Regions from separate parts of the Mus musculus genome. Here regions 2, 3 and 4 are each linked to region 1. A link is a contact called in public Hi-C and promoter capture Hi-C data. All regions are on one chromosome and are shown on one strand. The core of a region is the stretch at or near the end of the contact, and the rest is flanking DNA. Distances in the headings are between cores, read along the strand shown.

Region 1 (3,559 bases), core at 743-3,242:
AACCCTTAAACAATTCCCAACCCCGCACTCCACAATACAGACAGATAAATGATGCGGCAGATTACACAGCTGAAAGGCAATATTTGTCCTGAGCTATTTTCGATTTTCTTCCTGTTTCCGATACTTTCGCCAGACATTGTTTGCTTGCTTAGGACTTGGAAAGTGCAGTGGGCATATTTTTTCTCTATGGTTTAATGCCAGGGGCTTTTTCCTGGTAAATGAAAGTGAAAGTGCTATGTCGGGGTGGTATTTTATCTTTAAAGGCTGAACTGGCAGCTGATGTGGAGGGGGAGGTGGGATTGGAAAGCAAGAAGAACCGGTTCTAAATGTTTTGTTTGTTTATCTTGAGATCTCAGCAGGGCTCCCGTGTTGTCGCTGCGGCCCCCACCCCCAACCTTTTTAGGGGGCTGACTTAGGCTTTATTTTCTTTTGAGCAATCATTGAAGTTTCTTTCAATCTACTACAAACAAGCAAAAACAAACAAACAAACAAACAAACAAAAACAACTAAAACACCCCCCCCCCCCGCCCCCTCACTTGTGGCTTTCCCTGGTGCAGTTTAAAACACCATCTAGTCTCTCATCTGGAAATAATGCAATACTCCCCACCCCCTTTTCCTTTTATAGGTCCACATAACCTGAAGTCGATAATCACATGGAAAATGTGCAGGTCTCAATTTCGTTTCCTTTTTATTCTTTTGGTGGTATTTTCACTTGTTGAAGTATATATTCAACACACAGGCGTTTTGTTCATGTCTTTAAGTCTTGAAATTTTGCTCTACTGATCTGACTCCTTACATGACAAAATTTATGAATAACTTTTAAATATTTACTGCAGAAATTAAAATAAAACAAACAAACAAAAGTCAGAGAATGACACCAAAAATTCTAACAGTGACATTAGTCTACCCACCCCATCCCCCACCCCCTACCCCGTGCCTTTCCTTTTTCCAAGAAACTGTAAATAACAAACCAGACAAGACTCCGCAAGAGGTTAGAGGAGGAGGAAATAGGCGGGGTGGGTTAGGGGAGAGAGGTTAGAGGGCCGGAGTTTCTCTCATTCACAGGGTGGAAAAGTTGACATTGTCTAAGCCCTTCTGAATGGCTGGTGGTTGGATACCCCGATTGTACCTCTACTTCCCCTCCCCCTCCACGTGACGACCCAGGACACATGCGCACCCGACGCAGCCGAGGCACATCTGCAGACTGACGTCAGTTTGTTCTGCCTCTGAGGAAAGCTGCCAAAATTTTCTTCTGCTGCAATTGAAGTTGGCTTGGGGCCGGCAGTGAGCTCGAGGGCTACTTCAACAAAACTTTTCCTGCCCTTCCTGCTCCTCTTGTCTTCTCTCTCCTGATACCTTTTGATGCTCTGCACATGTTATTTGCATAGCAAAGGCACTAAGCTGTCCAGGAAGAGAGGGCACCACTTCCACCCCTAATAAGCCTTTCCCCTCCTCTTTCTTTTTTCCTTTTTTTTTTTTTTTGAGGGGGGGTGGGTGGGGGGAGGGAGGGAGTTGGGGGTTGCAAAGCACTTCTCAGGTTGATAGCCTTGGATGTATTGAACGGATTTTTTTCTTTTCTTTTCTTTTTTTCTTTTCTTTTCTTTTTTTTTTTTTTTAACTGCCAAATCGGAAAGTCTGTTCTTTAAAACTCCAGTTAGCGAGACTATAGGGTTTTATTCTGGCTGCAGAATAACTGGCTGGTGTGGCTTTGCAAGGGGGGGCGGGCAGGCAAAAAGAAAAGACAGAAAAGAATACGTGAGTCGTCCAGTGCAATCTCTATTGTTTGAAATTTACTTTTTATCAGAATTTGAAGATGAAAACGGTAAGGAAGACTTCACAATATTCAATGAAACCTTAAAAAAAAAAACCCAACAACTTGTGCTTTGCTTATCTTCCGAAAAACGCTTAGATATTCTCTCTCTGTCTCTCTCTCCCTCTCCCTCTCCCTCTCTCCCCTTCTCTCCCTCTCTCTCTCTCCCTCCCCCTCTTCTCTCTCTCTCTCTCTCTCTCTCTCTCTCTCTCTCTCTCACTCTCTGTGTTGTGTCTGCGCGCGCGTGCGTGCTTTATGGCAAGAAGTGAGTTTCACTAAACTCACATTACAGATAGAAATCTTTTAAACTCTAGTCTACTCGTGGATGTAAAATTCCGGGGCTTACAGGTATTTTATAATGTGAAAATACGCGCTTATTGTATGAATTTGCATGTTGTGCGAAGTGGACTTGATTATGATCATCGTGGACTTTTAACTAATCACCAGATAGCGTGGAGAAGGTAATGATGATGTGTGTTTTTAATCGATTTCCAGACTTATGAAATTGCCTTCTGAGAATCCGTTTCATGTCAGTGTCTTTAGTATTCAGACAAGTGCATATTTCATGCCTGTGCTCTCAGGGTAGCAGTAGTGTGCTGGCTGAGCACCGATGCTCTAGGATATGTTAAGCTCTTAATAGGCTAATCAAAGAGATGAAAGCGTGTGGTTTTGATTTACTTTTGCCCACTTGGGCCATGCTAGACTCATAACTCTCTGGAGCCTTGTTTATCAGAGTATGTCTGTATATATGGTATATAAGACTGAAGTTCAGTGACTGGGGAGAGAGAACAAGAGTGCTGAAGGGAGTATTGGAAAATCTTTCTGATAATATATGCTATAATTCATGTTTTTGATAAGCTGTCCACTTGTATTAGGGGCAAAGAGAGCAAGCCAGAGTAAGAAAGCACACTGAGAGGGAACAAGAGAGTAAGTTTCTTACTCTTGTTTTTATTTGAGCTGCTGGTGCAACGCGTTTGGGCCAAATGCCAACTGTCTGGGTCACACGCGTTTTATCCAAATAGATTTAGCGCTGCTGTCTGGAAATGGGCTGCTGAATGTTAACTTTAGGATCAACTCAACCAGGGCAGCTCAGACTGTTACCCTCTGTCTGGATGAGGTGGAATGGGAAGGGGGGTTGTGTGTGGGAGGGTGTGCAGAGAAGAGGGGAGAAAAGGGAAACCAAACCATTGCTTGGAACTTTAAAAAAATACACTGAATATAATTTTCAATTTACTCTCTTGTGTTCAGAATTTTTGTACTATTTTTTCTTTCTTTTTCATTTCTTTTCTTAAGATTATTTTGATTAGACTGAACTATTTAGTGGTGAATTTGGAGCCCTTAAAATTCATGACAGGGAAAGAAAGGCAATGTAAAACTTAAAGGCGTCTTAGAAAATTAATTTTGAAGATGATTATTTTCCCCAAAGCAGCAGTGCAGCCTTGTTTATATTAACCTGATGCTTACATGTGAATAGTAGTGATGTTTTTGGAGTGTGCTACATTAAAGCAAATCATTCATTTATCACAACTGGCAGCAAATTTTTCTGTGTAGTTATATTAATATTTTTTGTTATTCCTCAGAGTAAATCTTCCAATCATTTAAGACTGAAATATTGTAAATAATTTTTATGTTTAGTCTAAAAACCTGCAAAATTTCTCTCTATTCTTGTCTGTTTTTACTACTTCCTCTTCATTTCCTTAGCAACCAAAAGTAGCTACTAGTGGTTTAGGGTGGGTCTGTGTGCCAAAT
Region 2 (3,559 bases), core at 346-2,845, 250 kb after region 1:
CTTACAGTGGGTAGACCTACGTCAAGTAATCTGATAGACAAAATCCCTTCACAGGGGGGCTGGAGAGATGGCTCAGCGGTTAAGAGCACTGACTGCTCTTCCAAAGGTCCTGAGTTCAAATCCCAGCAACCACATGGTGGCTCACAACCATCTGTAATCTGATCTGATGTCCTCTTCTGGTGTGTCTGAAGACAGCTACATTGTACTTACGTATAATAAATAAATAAATCTTTTTTTTTTAAAAAAAGAGAAAACCAAACTAAAAGCTAATAAAATATTTTTTAAAAAAATCCCTTCACAGGAGTGTCCTGTGGCTTGCCTTTCGATTGACTCCAGAGCCAATCAAGTTGACAACCCATTATACTAGCTATTAATCTTAATAGTGTGTGATGGATAGAGCATACCGAAATTAGGAAGAGACAAAGCGCTTGGAGAGGCCCAAAGGGGAAGATTTTGAAAAAGTGGGTAAGATTTAACAGCTCGGGAGTAGGGCAAGGCAAAGAGATACAGCTTAGGGATTTCATGCACAAAGGAGGGACTATTCCAGAGTATTAAGGAGACAAGCCTTGCTAGATCACTATAGAAGGCAACCGTGCAACAGAGTAACACTTCAAATGCTATGTTAAAACAAGTAATAATTAACGTCAGTGAACAGGGAGCCTTTCCTGCTGAGACTCTAAAAAACAAAATCATTGTCTAGTTTTACCAATTTTTCCTTCAAGGCGTCTGGTCTCTTTGAGATCTGTCTCTGCTATCTAAGGTCTACCCTGTAATACTGTGTTTCTATTTGTTTTTTGTTGTTGTTGTTGTTTTTTAAGAAACAAAGTGTTAGTTATGACCCTGCACTTGTGGCGTCTGGCTCTGTTAGGAAGCTGCCTGCAACAGGTAGTTGTTTTCTTTGCTTCCGTCCCATTACTTCCAGTAACATCCTTCAGGGACCCTGTGAAACAATTCCCCTTCTCCTGATGTTTATAATCTGAGGGTGCTTATGGAGTTTCAACATTCCCTCTGCTTTGAGCCCAGCCAAGGTATACATGCTTAATACCTTTAATCTCTCCCCCTAAGTCACTCCCTCTGGTCCCTTAATCATCTTAATTGCTCTTCTCTGAAACACAGCCAGCTCATTATGTTCATCTTCCTTGGGAGGCAATGAGGAACATAGTATTCCCCTTGTGGTCTCCCAGGGCTCATATATTACCTCCCAGTTTCATCATCCAGGGCCGGACATGTGCAGCCACACCCCTCCGCTGTCCCCACCCACCCACACAGTGCACCCCGGCCCCCTGTAAATCCCGTATTTCACCAGGTTATCTCTGTATTTCCAGGTGGCCTGCTCCAAAACTTGGAAAGCATGTTGGCTACAGACAGATCGCATCCTGGGGTGGGGAGGAAGGGGAGGGGTGTCTCTTACTGGAGAAGGTGGCCCAGGACCAGGCCGAGTATCTGGAAAACTGCAACTAAGCTTGTGTAAGACAACCTTGAAAGGGGAGAGGCTGCAGTCTGCCCACAGAATTAGGCTGCAGCCTGCCGTGAGTGCTATGGCCTGCTGGGCTGTGAGAGCCTACAGAAAGAGGCAACGCCAGGGGTACAGCTCTGCTCTTTATGTCTCCTCTCTATCTTCTCCTACCTAAGTGTATTCATAGCCCTTGGCTGTTACTGTGTAGCTTTATGAGGAGAAATGCAAAGTGAACCAGATTACAAAGATCCTGTTTCAAGATCTGTTATCACCCTGTGGATAGAAACCTCCAGAAGCCCGAGCCTTTTGGAAGCAGTGGTCTTGTTTCTTAAAGCTTTGAACACACACACACACACACACACACACACACACACGCACGCACGCACGCACGCACGCACGCACGCACGCACGCACGCACGCACACACACGCACGCACACGCACACGCACGCGCGCGAACACACAACTTTGCTACTCTAAGGCCCTGAAGTTAAAAGTTAAACTGACTTTGAGGAACCCAGATGTTTGGGTCGCAGAAGGTTGGCATGGGGACACACCTGGGGCTTCCTTGAGCGTCTGGAAGAAAATAGAAAAAGAAGAGGTGGCTCACAACCATCCCCTAACTCAAGCCGCAGGGGATCCAATGTCGAGTTCTGACCTCTGAGCACATAGGGCCCATACATACACGCAGGCAAAACACTCATACACAGAAAACATAAATAGATCTAAATAACTTTTTAAAAAAGAGTTTTAAAGAAATTCCAGGAGGATGTTCCCATTGTGAAGAGCAGAGTTGATAAGAGGTAGCGGGTCTTTGGTCCAGAGACCTGCAAAGGAGGAAGCAGAGAGGGTGTGGGACGGGGCTCGTGCCTGCTGCCCTGGAACGTTCTAAGGCCAGGGGCTTCGTTCCACTTTTTATTGAAACCTTGAAAGGCCTTAGCCGGAGTGCCTGGTGGAGGCAAGACCACAGGGCTGGCAAATCCTGCTGCCAGCCTTCTTAAGGACTCTGCTCTGGGTGAAGTGTCTCCTTCTTTCCCTTCACTTACAAGAACACTTAGGTACAGGGAAACTACAGAGCAAGGTTTCTTCTAGCTGGGTGTCTTGAGTACCCGAGGCATGGTGAGGAGAGGGGAGGGGAGGAGAGAGAGGAAGGAGATGAGAAGGAGGAGGAGGAGGAGGAGGAGAAGGAAGGGGAGGAGACTTGGAGAAGGGAGAGAGGAAAAAGGAACTACCTAGAGAATCTGTGGCAAGAGGAGGAAGGACCTAAGCTCTGCTTCCTTCCTCCTTCCTGCCCCTCCAGCATGGGTCTGCCCTGCAGTAGGCCAGAGTGCTTCCTTGCTCGGAAGACTAGTGAGCCTACTGTTGCAGCCTTTCCAGTCCCTTGGGTTCTCTGGAAAGGAACTCTTGAGAGCAGGAAAGGGAAAAGTTCCCACGTCAGGAAGAACGGCTACCATTTCCGGTCTCTTGCTTTGCCCCTCTAGACTTGGCACGTGTTCAGCTACAGGAGAAATCCTCATATGAGTCGAGGGAAGTCTGATGGAGTAGAAATGGAAGATGCAGTGAGTTCAGATCACCTAAGGCAGCCACTAGAATTCCCAACGTGAGGTGCCTCCCCACTAACAGCAGCGCTCTCCTTTTCTGGAGGAGTTTACAAGATGTGCTCTGAACACCAGAGTTAAATAGTAGTCTCCCTCTGTAAGCAGTGTCTCTTAAGTAGGGTTTACATTTGGGATTAATAGTAAACTCCTTAGGCCTCACTGACAGAAGAATGCAGTTTGCCCAAATAAACAATCTTCCCATCAGATCTTAGGGACCAAACTTTGTCTTCCTAGCAAGGAGCATTTCCCAACTCTGAAGTCATTTGTAATGTGCTGGGAAGACGGTTTCAAAAAAAAAAAAAATGGATATCTTAGATACCATAAAAGGGAAAACAATTCTCCCTTTTGAAGTAATAAATACCATTTGTAGCAGAACTCCTTCAGTGTGCATTTCTGAATTATTTCCTGATAATGCTAGGCTTATAGAAGCTGGTGGTGCCCACTGCCTAGTAAGGAAGACGCTTACAGAACAATGTGGGTGTGGGCTTTTTCTGAATGTTACACATT
Region 3 (3,559 bases), core at 665-3,164, 210 kb after region 1:
TATTGAGCTGGATACCTTGGCCTGGGCTTCTCGTTGTATGCATCACCTCATGTATGGTTTTCCAAGTAAGCAGGGCTTCTTCTGGTCTTCCTTTCTGAGCTTTAGAGTTGTGAACGTTAGAAGAGGCTAAGCCAGAGATCATCACAGCCTCACTGGTTTCACACCTTCCTGTCCTTGTGTGCTCACTTGCAATCAGCTCCCACCTCTCTAAGCTTGATCCTGCTTCTAGGACCTGATGATTTTCTGCTTCCAATGAAGTTAATTGAGAACTAACTTAACAAGGGTATTCAGAAGTTTAGGGAAGAACACCTGGGCTAATACCCACTTGCATCCCACCCCTGTGGACTAGATATAGTTTATGGCCTCCACTTGCAGTTTAAAGTCCAGCACCTACCCATGGAAAAATCCTCCACTATTTATATTTGGGTGGGTAGAAAAAGGAGAATTTATAAATACTCCATTTTATTCATTATACATTTTAAAAAATCTGTTCACAAAGTCGAAATCAAAGGGTTAAAATGTCTGTATTTACTCACATTTTGCTCAACTCAATTTTCCAGATCTAACATATCTTCCAAAAATGGAGTCATGATTCTTCCAATAAAGTTGTAACCCAAAGAATATTGCTCTCTCTTTGGTCTCCAAGCTGATTTGTGTCTCTGGGGGCAATATTTTCTCAGCAGTGATTGAAATCTGTATCTTCATTGAGAAGGTTACCGTTCATCCTCTTGCTTCCTTCCTAAAGTCAGGCATGAGGGACACTAATCCCTAATTACCAGTGACAGCAGCAGCACTTCTGTCTCCTCCACTTACCGTTCTCCACTCTGCAGAAGATGGTGCACTGCCGTCTGATTTCCTTTCTCAGTGCAAGCTTAAATGTGACGTCTTCATGCCCCTCCTTACATCTTTCAACTTTTGCACTGTTTAAAATGCAGGAGTCTGAATTGCCTTAAGTAGTTTCTCAGGATACTTCAGTATAATCCGGTGGAGGAATGTGAAAATTTAATTACTGTGTTCCCAAATAATTTTAAACCCCCAAATAAAATAACTATAATACTGGAGAGGAGTCACCTTTGCAGTAATGTGTTGTACTGATGGAAGAGGAAGGTGTGGCTTCTGTCAAAATGCTCAGTCCCCGTGGGAGGTGAGGGAAAGACTCGTTCACCTTCTGGTTGCAAGAGCTGCATACTGCAGCTGTGGGCACTCTAACACTGGTGAGAAAATACAAACAGGAGCAAAGAAGGCCATAGCTCACTTCCAAATTAAAAAAAAAAAAAAAGACGTTTCTACGTTTCCAAAGCCCACAGGCTGCTGTCCTCGGAGGCCAGCCCCTCACAGCTCTCCTTCTGGTAGTGGAGCTGCTGGGTCCAGACCACTGTCTGCCATCCTTTGCATGCAGTATTACTGAGAGACGTGTGGACTTCAGTATCAAACAATGTAACTCATGTTTGATTCTGGATAACCTTACACATTGAATAAAATAACCCTTGAGAAAGAAGCAATAAAAGCACTGTAAGAAAAATGACTCATGTGTCCAAGATGTCTAAAATGATCACTCATCCCAACAAATGGCAATTCTTTCAAGACACAGTGGGCATGCACCACACTTATAAAAGTCTGGGAGAAAAGCCTTGCATTTTTTAAAAATTGTGTTAAAATATACCAAAAGAATGTTTCTGGTAGGCTGTTCCAGACAGTGTGCTTAAAAACAAAAACAAAATCTTTTTTTAAAAAAGTCACAGGAACATACACGTGAAGGTAGATCAGCCAGTGGCATCCCTGTTAGCTGGGCAGGCTTATCAGCTTGTTTATGTGACTCTAATTGTTTCCCACTTTCTGCCTCCATTTGCTAGAGTGCAAAGATGTGAACAAAGTGGCTTATTGCCCACTGGTGCTGAAGTTCAAGTTCTGCAGTCGAGCATACTTCAGACAGATGTGTTGTAAGACCTGCCAAGGACACTGACCCGCAGAAAGCCAGAGAGTCCTGTCATTTCATCGTGGAAATGCGTCCATCAAAGAGAACCACCCAGAGGAAGTGGATGGATGTCCTTACAAAAGCATTACCCTGTGGAAAATGTAACCACTGGTCAGCCCCAGCTGACAGGATTTCAATATTATTTTAACTTCTGTGAAGTGGGATTTATTGATCCAAAGTGCTGGACACGGTATCAGGAGGGACTGCCAGATCTGAGAGATCCAAACAACACAGGAAACTTGCTTACTGTGGAGCGTTTGTGTTCTTTCGAGTAAATCTAACAGCCTGTTTACCTCCCTGGACCATTAAGATAATTTTTATTATGGACTTAGCAATGACACTGAATCCATTTGTATTTAAGACTGTTTAAAATGTAGTTATTATGACTTGGTTAACTATGAAAGTAGAAGAGATTCAGAATTCTTAAGTCATAGCTTAAAAATATTTACTACTCTTTATCACACCACAATAGCACCACGATTTAAATTATAAAATGGGCTTTAAACTGTAATTTAAGAAACAATTATAAATCAAAAGTAATGAAAGTGTGTATTATTTTTCTTTGTCCCACTCAGTTTCCTTAGGAATAACCCCTGTTCTGAGCACTGCTGTGAGCCATGTATAAACTCTATTAAACAGTGAGGGACTTGGTTTGAAGCTGCGCAGCAATTGCTGCAGCTGTGCAAGTCTATAAACTCAGTGCTAAGAGTCTGTGGCCAACTTGCCATTGTGCAAGGGAGGCTGAGATTTCCATTAAAACTTTAAGAGAAAAACATTTCAATTTCATGCAGAAGCCAGACCTAAGGCATGGCAGAGACTGAAGCACCAGGCCCTTGCAGCCGTCAGTGGGATGCCTTATTTGAGTCACCGAGACTCCTTCGTGTTTACATCCCCACCAGCCACAGATCAGCTTCTGCCCTGCTCGGCTGTTGCATGCATGGTGAGCTTATGGAGATGATGCCATGCGGAAAGATAAGCTGGCTTAGTAATAACCAGGCAGGCCCTTTACCATTTGCTGACAGTCCGATGGGTTCCAGATGTCCCTTCTTTGATATGGTAGAAGGGCATTTATTTATATGAGAGCAAGTGTATACGTGTGTGTATGTGTGTGTGTGTGCAGACATTCCTGAGTGGGGAAACAGGTGAGTTTGCTTGCATATAAATGTGCTGTTTCTGTGAGTTTTAAAGTAGGGAAGGATAACAACCAAAGAAGAAAAGCTCCATGAAGAAAGATCACAAACTATAAGTTTAGAAGTCACATAATTTTTATAGATATTCTAAATGGCAGTTAAATGTGAAACCCGGTTTCCTAGGCGAGTCAGGCTCTAAAGGCATACCTTACAGAACTGAAATGACTCGCGTGGGCCTTCCCACCTTCACGCTTCACACGTTGCCATCAAAAGATTCAACAACTAGATTGTTTAAGGGTTCTTGTTTATGTTAATGCTTCGTACTTGAACACTTGTAGCGTGTAGTAGGTTGTTGGTGAATGTGCTTTGTGTCAAGCACACCTCCTTAGTCCTTCACGTATGTGCCCCGTACACACAGCATCATCGAAAACACAAACTAAATGGCTACTTGGTA
Region 4 (3,559 bases), core at 559-3,058, 170 kb after region 1:
TGGGAGAACTGGGTTCAGATGATGCCAAGTAACCTTGGTTTCTGTTGCTTATGTTCTTATGCTTGCCTCCCACCATCTGGTTCTTGCTAGTGCTCCCTGTCCTCGCTATATCTGACTGGAGCCTGTCCTTCCTATGATCCTGGTTGTGTCAGAACTCCTCAGAGTCCAGCTGTCTCTGGGATGCTGTGATTCTGGGATCCTGGGATCCTGGGATCCTGGATGTGTCAGAGCTCCTGGGAGTCAAGCTTCCTCTGGGACCCTGAGATTCTGGTGTGACCAAGCCCCTGGGTGTATTAGAGCGCCTGGGAGTGGAATTTCCTCTTGGTGTTGTGGGACTGGCTGCAGAGTTCAGGCCCAAGATCTGATCAGGGCACCAACTCAGACTGGAAGGAACCAATGGCACTGGTCGGGCAGGGTTCCTGCATCCCTAGATCCCGCTGGTCCCAATTACTCCCGGTGGTGCTGGAACAGATGTTGTGTCATCCTCACCTCTGATCCTCTGATCCTGGGTGTGTTAGAGCGCCTGGGACTGGAGCTTCCTCTGGGTGTTGTGGGACTGGCTGCCATATGGAAACATTCTAAACTCCATTTTTCTTGTTCACTTAGATTATTTCCATTGTATTTTCTACTTTCTGAAGTTAAAAGTTATATTCACCTTTAATTAAACACTGTGTTTAAAAATCAATCCATTTAGGTTCATTTGTTTATGGTTATCCTGTTAATACTGACTTAAGATCAAAACAGAAAAGCAATCAACCTGCCAAGTGTACGGATACAAGCTGAAAATATGAACGCTATTAAATGAACACAATGTAATGCTGTGGGGTGATTTGAAATATGTTAATGCCACATTGGTACAGCATTTTAGAAGAAAATTAATGAGTGTAAGGAAAAATATCTTTGTAAAATATAAAATAATTTTAGTTATCTTTTCGAGGACATTAATTTTCATTTATCAAAAAATAGCATATTGAAATTATAAAAACCTAGAAGCCCCTTAGTTCCTAGTTCTTAAGGATATATGGAATGTACAGCCAAAGATGAGTCAACTTTTAATGCTTAATATGAAGTTCAAAATTGTTTAAGAAGCACAAGTGTCTTATATTTTGTTCGGAGTGAATGATACAGCAACCACATTGAGGTGGCAGATTTTCTTGTGAGCCTATGTATTGTTAAGGTACAGTCGCTGGGTCTTAATAACCAAAGAGATCTAGTCTCCAGAACAATGACATGAGACTATTCTCAATATTTATTTGATTCACTGTGGTTTTGCCTGTTTTCTTAAGTTTTAACAGTAAATATTACCTAGAAAACATTTTTGAAAATACATACATAGCTATAATTTATATAAAAGTGAAATGTAAATATCTACTAATTACTTATACTAGTCTGACCTGAGATTCAAGCTGCATAGGGCCTGCTTTAAAAATAAAGGCTGCTTTAAGCAAATGCATTTGTAATGCTCTCTTAAAGACACTGAACTTTTATCTTAACTTTTAGAAACTAACTTACAGTTTCTGTCACTGAAATTAAGCAGCATAGACTCCATTTCATAGTTTCAATGTTTATTCTGAGAATCAACCGACATATTGTATTAAAGGCCAGCATTTTTGTTCCAAGAGTAGCCACATTTAATGCCTTTTAGAAATACATGCTAAACCTAAAAAAGTGATGCCTGCTCTTGATATAAACAAACATTTCCTTCAACTGGATATATTGCTTTTTGTAGCAATGTCAGTAGCTGAGCCCTGTGACTAACAGTGGAGGTATGTGACTAGGTAGCCACATGGCTATAGTTATCTGCCCACAGGAATGACACAATGCAGAGGTAATGTGATGAAACATGGAGCATCTGAGAGCGGATCACAGCTATGCTTCTTGTGAATCATTCTTCCCTCAAACATTTAATTTCAATAGTTAAAAAATTCCACTGCTGTCATTTGCTATTCTAGGGATTGGGAGGGAATGAATACAACCTTAAGACATTTGCCAGTAAACTGTTGGACTATATTTTAGACCCCTAAAAACATGTTACTGAAGGTGATCCTAGGAGTCTTGAGTCACTGAAAGCAATAAGATATACCTTCTTCAACAACTCACCATTGAGATGGTAGCTACAGAAGTTAGTCTGCTGAGATCAATAGACTTAATAGATTTTCCTATCAATCTCTTATATTCAAAGGGATTAGTTGAATGTGACCAACACAAGACAACTGATTCATGCCCGAGACATAAGCAGCCTTGGGAGAAGCCTAGTTCTTCCCGGGAAATTTTCCTTCATCAAAAGATCCTTTTTCATAAGAACTCCCACGTTTGTGAACAAATTTCTTTTTAAAAATAGGTTATTACATTTTAAAAATAACCAGAAGAAAAGAAGAGATGGATGGAAAGAGGGAGACAGGTAGGCAGGTAGACTGATGGAAGAACATATAGAATTAGCTGGTATGTAAATCTGTGCTTCCCTGAATGCTGTGAGTGCTGCTTTTACATTCACCTTTTGTGTCCATAGGGAAGGGGAGGGGAAGTTCAGGAAAGAGCTTCCCTTCTGCTTTGATGCCCATTTCCAAGATGAAATTGTTAATAATGAATGAATGACGCCTTTCGTATGATCTGAAACTTGCTTTTCTCTGATATTGTGAAATATGTCTCCTTGCTTGATTCCTGATACTAAAGCAAAATGGTTATATATTAAATCTCTTCACAAAGGATGTTTATAAATAAAAGTCTGTGTGTGTGTGTGTGTGTGTGTGTGTGTGTGTGTGATTGCATTTTGTGAAGTATGACCAAGTTGTAGTGGATATGTCTGCTAATAATCATAAGCATATGCATAAGAATTTTGTAAATTGTAAAATGAGAATGTTTTTAGTTATGCTAATAAGTCACATGGACTAATATTTAAGAACAAAATAAGCATTTTGTAAATTAATATTACAACAAACTATGTATTTTACCTTTGACAGTGGTATAATCAAAAGGTATCCAAGTCTGTTACAATAAAACAGACCAGTTTCTTGCAGTCCAAAAGTGGTCCATTACCTCTAACTTGATGAGCTCTTAGAAAGATGCAATCATAAATGGAAGGAAATAAGTGAAATGTGTGGATGTGATATATTCATAATTTAAAATGACCTTGTTTTATCCTGTCCTATAAAATGTCAGAAAGTAAATTAGTCCCTGTTGCTTTGTTTTTAAATACATATGCATATGCATGCATTGTCTTATACTAAAATGTATATTAATACATTTTATATCCTATTTTGGAAAATTCAAGGATTTTTTTAAGGAAACCATGAAGATGTACATAAAATGGAAACATTAATTGCAGCTTCAAAACATCTGTGGTTCTGAATACGAAAACAATTATTTTTGTCTAAAGTTTGACTATAATCGGCAACACTTCTGTCCTGTTTAGAGAACTAGACAAGTGTTTCAGAGCAGATAGGACAGCAGTGATCCAGTGAGCTTGGCTTCCCAGATGAAAGCAATACTTGCCTCACCTTTTGGAAGGGAAACTACTCTCCAATTAAGGATGCCATTCCTTTTTTTAAAGGTGTCCAAA

The links. Promoter capture Hi-C pulls out the DNA fragments that hold promoters and counts their contacts. A called contact is a pair of places that touch in the nucleus more often than the background predicts.
Region 2: a Hi-C map of the N1E-115 cell line shows a contact between it and region 1, with 5 times the contacts expected there. The contact joins the enhancer-like site here to the promoter of Adamts6 in region 1. A contact is called at or near these places in 12 of 39 promoter capture datasets (the 3T3-L1 cell line, the C10 cell line, the HPC-7 cell line and 8 more), 3 of 484 Hi-C or Micro-C datasets (the G1E-ER4 cell line, the N1E-115 cell line and Th1 cells), 3 of 115 datasets of contacts at active chromatin or transcription factors (the 230-238 cell line and large pre-B cells) and 3 of 9 other capture datasets (adipose tissue, liver and pancreatic islet).
Region 3: a promoter capture Hi-C map of liver shows a contact between it and region 1, with 8 times the contacts expected there. The contact joins the enhancer-like site here to the promoter of Adamts6 in region 1. A contact is called at or near these places in 12 of 39 promoter capture datasets (the 3T3-L1 cell line, the C10 cell line, cranial neural crest and 7 more), 1 of 15 datasets of contacts at CTCF or cohesin (pro-B cells), 8 of 484 Hi-C or Micro-C datasets (the HL-1 cell line, the N1E-115 cell line, cerebellar granule neurons and 4 more), 10 of 115 datasets of contacts at active chromatin or transcription factors (the 230-238 cell line, acute myeloid leukemia, bone marrow-derived macrophages and 6 more) and 4 of 9 other capture datasets (adipose tissue, liver, macrophages and 1 more).
Region 4: a Hi-C map of pancreatic cancer cells shows a contact between it and region 1, with 2.6 times the contacts expected there. The contact joins the enhancer-like site here to the promoter of Adamts6 in region 1. A contact is called at or near these places in 11 of 39 promoter capture datasets (the 3T3-L1 cell line, 3T3-L1-derived adipocytes, the C10 cell line and 7 more), 10 of 484 Hi-C or Micro-C datasets (the 63-12 cell line, the C10 cell line, the C2C12 cell line and 6 more), 10 of 115 datasets of contacts at active chromatin or transcription factors (the 230-238 cell line, acute myeloid leukemia, bone marrow-derived macrophages and 6 more) and 4 of 9 other capture datasets (adipose tissue, liver, macrophages and 1 more).

The regions. Positions count from the first base shown.
Region 1 is chr13:104,285,843-104,289,401 of GRCm38.p6, forward strand. Adamts6 (a disintegrin-like and metallopeptidase (reprolysin type) with thrombospondin type 1 motif, 6) reads left to right here and starts at 1,993. Exons shown (of 25, transcript NM_001081020.2): 1 at 1,993-2,158.
Region 2 is chr13:104,539,821-104,543,379 of GRCm38.p6, forward strand. No RefSeq gene overlaps it. Among named protein-coding and RNA genes, the nearest start is that of Adamts6, 250 kb to the left of the region's middle. Within about 2 kb of position 1,596, at least 60 of the 459 cell types and tissues checked have an H3K27ac peak or open chromatin away from gene starts, as enhancers often do. A contact at or near this core is called in the G1E-ER4 cell line and the N1E-115 cell line, where this site is marked.
Region 3 is chr13:104,491,742-104,495,300 of GRCm38.p6, forward strand. It overlaps Adamts6 (a disintegrin-like and metallopeptidase (reprolysin type) with thrombospondin type 1 motif, 6), which reads left to right. Exons shown (of 25, transcript NM_001081020.2): 25 at 1,854-3,559. The coding sequence ends at 1,963. Among named protein-coding and RNA genes, the nearest start is that of Adamts6, 210 kb to the left of the region's middle. Within about 2 kb of position 1,915, at least 16 of the 459 cell types and tissues checked have an H3K27ac peak or open chromatin away from gene starts, as enhancers often do. A contact at or near this core is called in the HL-1 cell line and liver, where this site is marked.
Region 4 is chr13:104,458,678-104,462,236 of GRCm38.p6, forward strand. It overlaps Adamts6 (a disintegrin-like and metallopeptidase (reprolysin type) with thrombospondin type 1 motif, 6), which reads left to right. Exons shown (of 25, transcript NM_001081020.2): 21 at 3,551-3,559. Among named protein-coding and RNA genes, the nearest start is that of Adamts6, 170 kb to the left of the region's middle. Within about 2 kb of position 1,809, at least 33 of the 459 cell types and tissues checked have an H3K27ac peak or open chromatin away from gene starts, as enhancers often do. A contact at or near this core is called in the C2C12 cell line, adipose-derived mesenchymal stem cells, embryonic fibroblasts and 2 more, where this site is marked.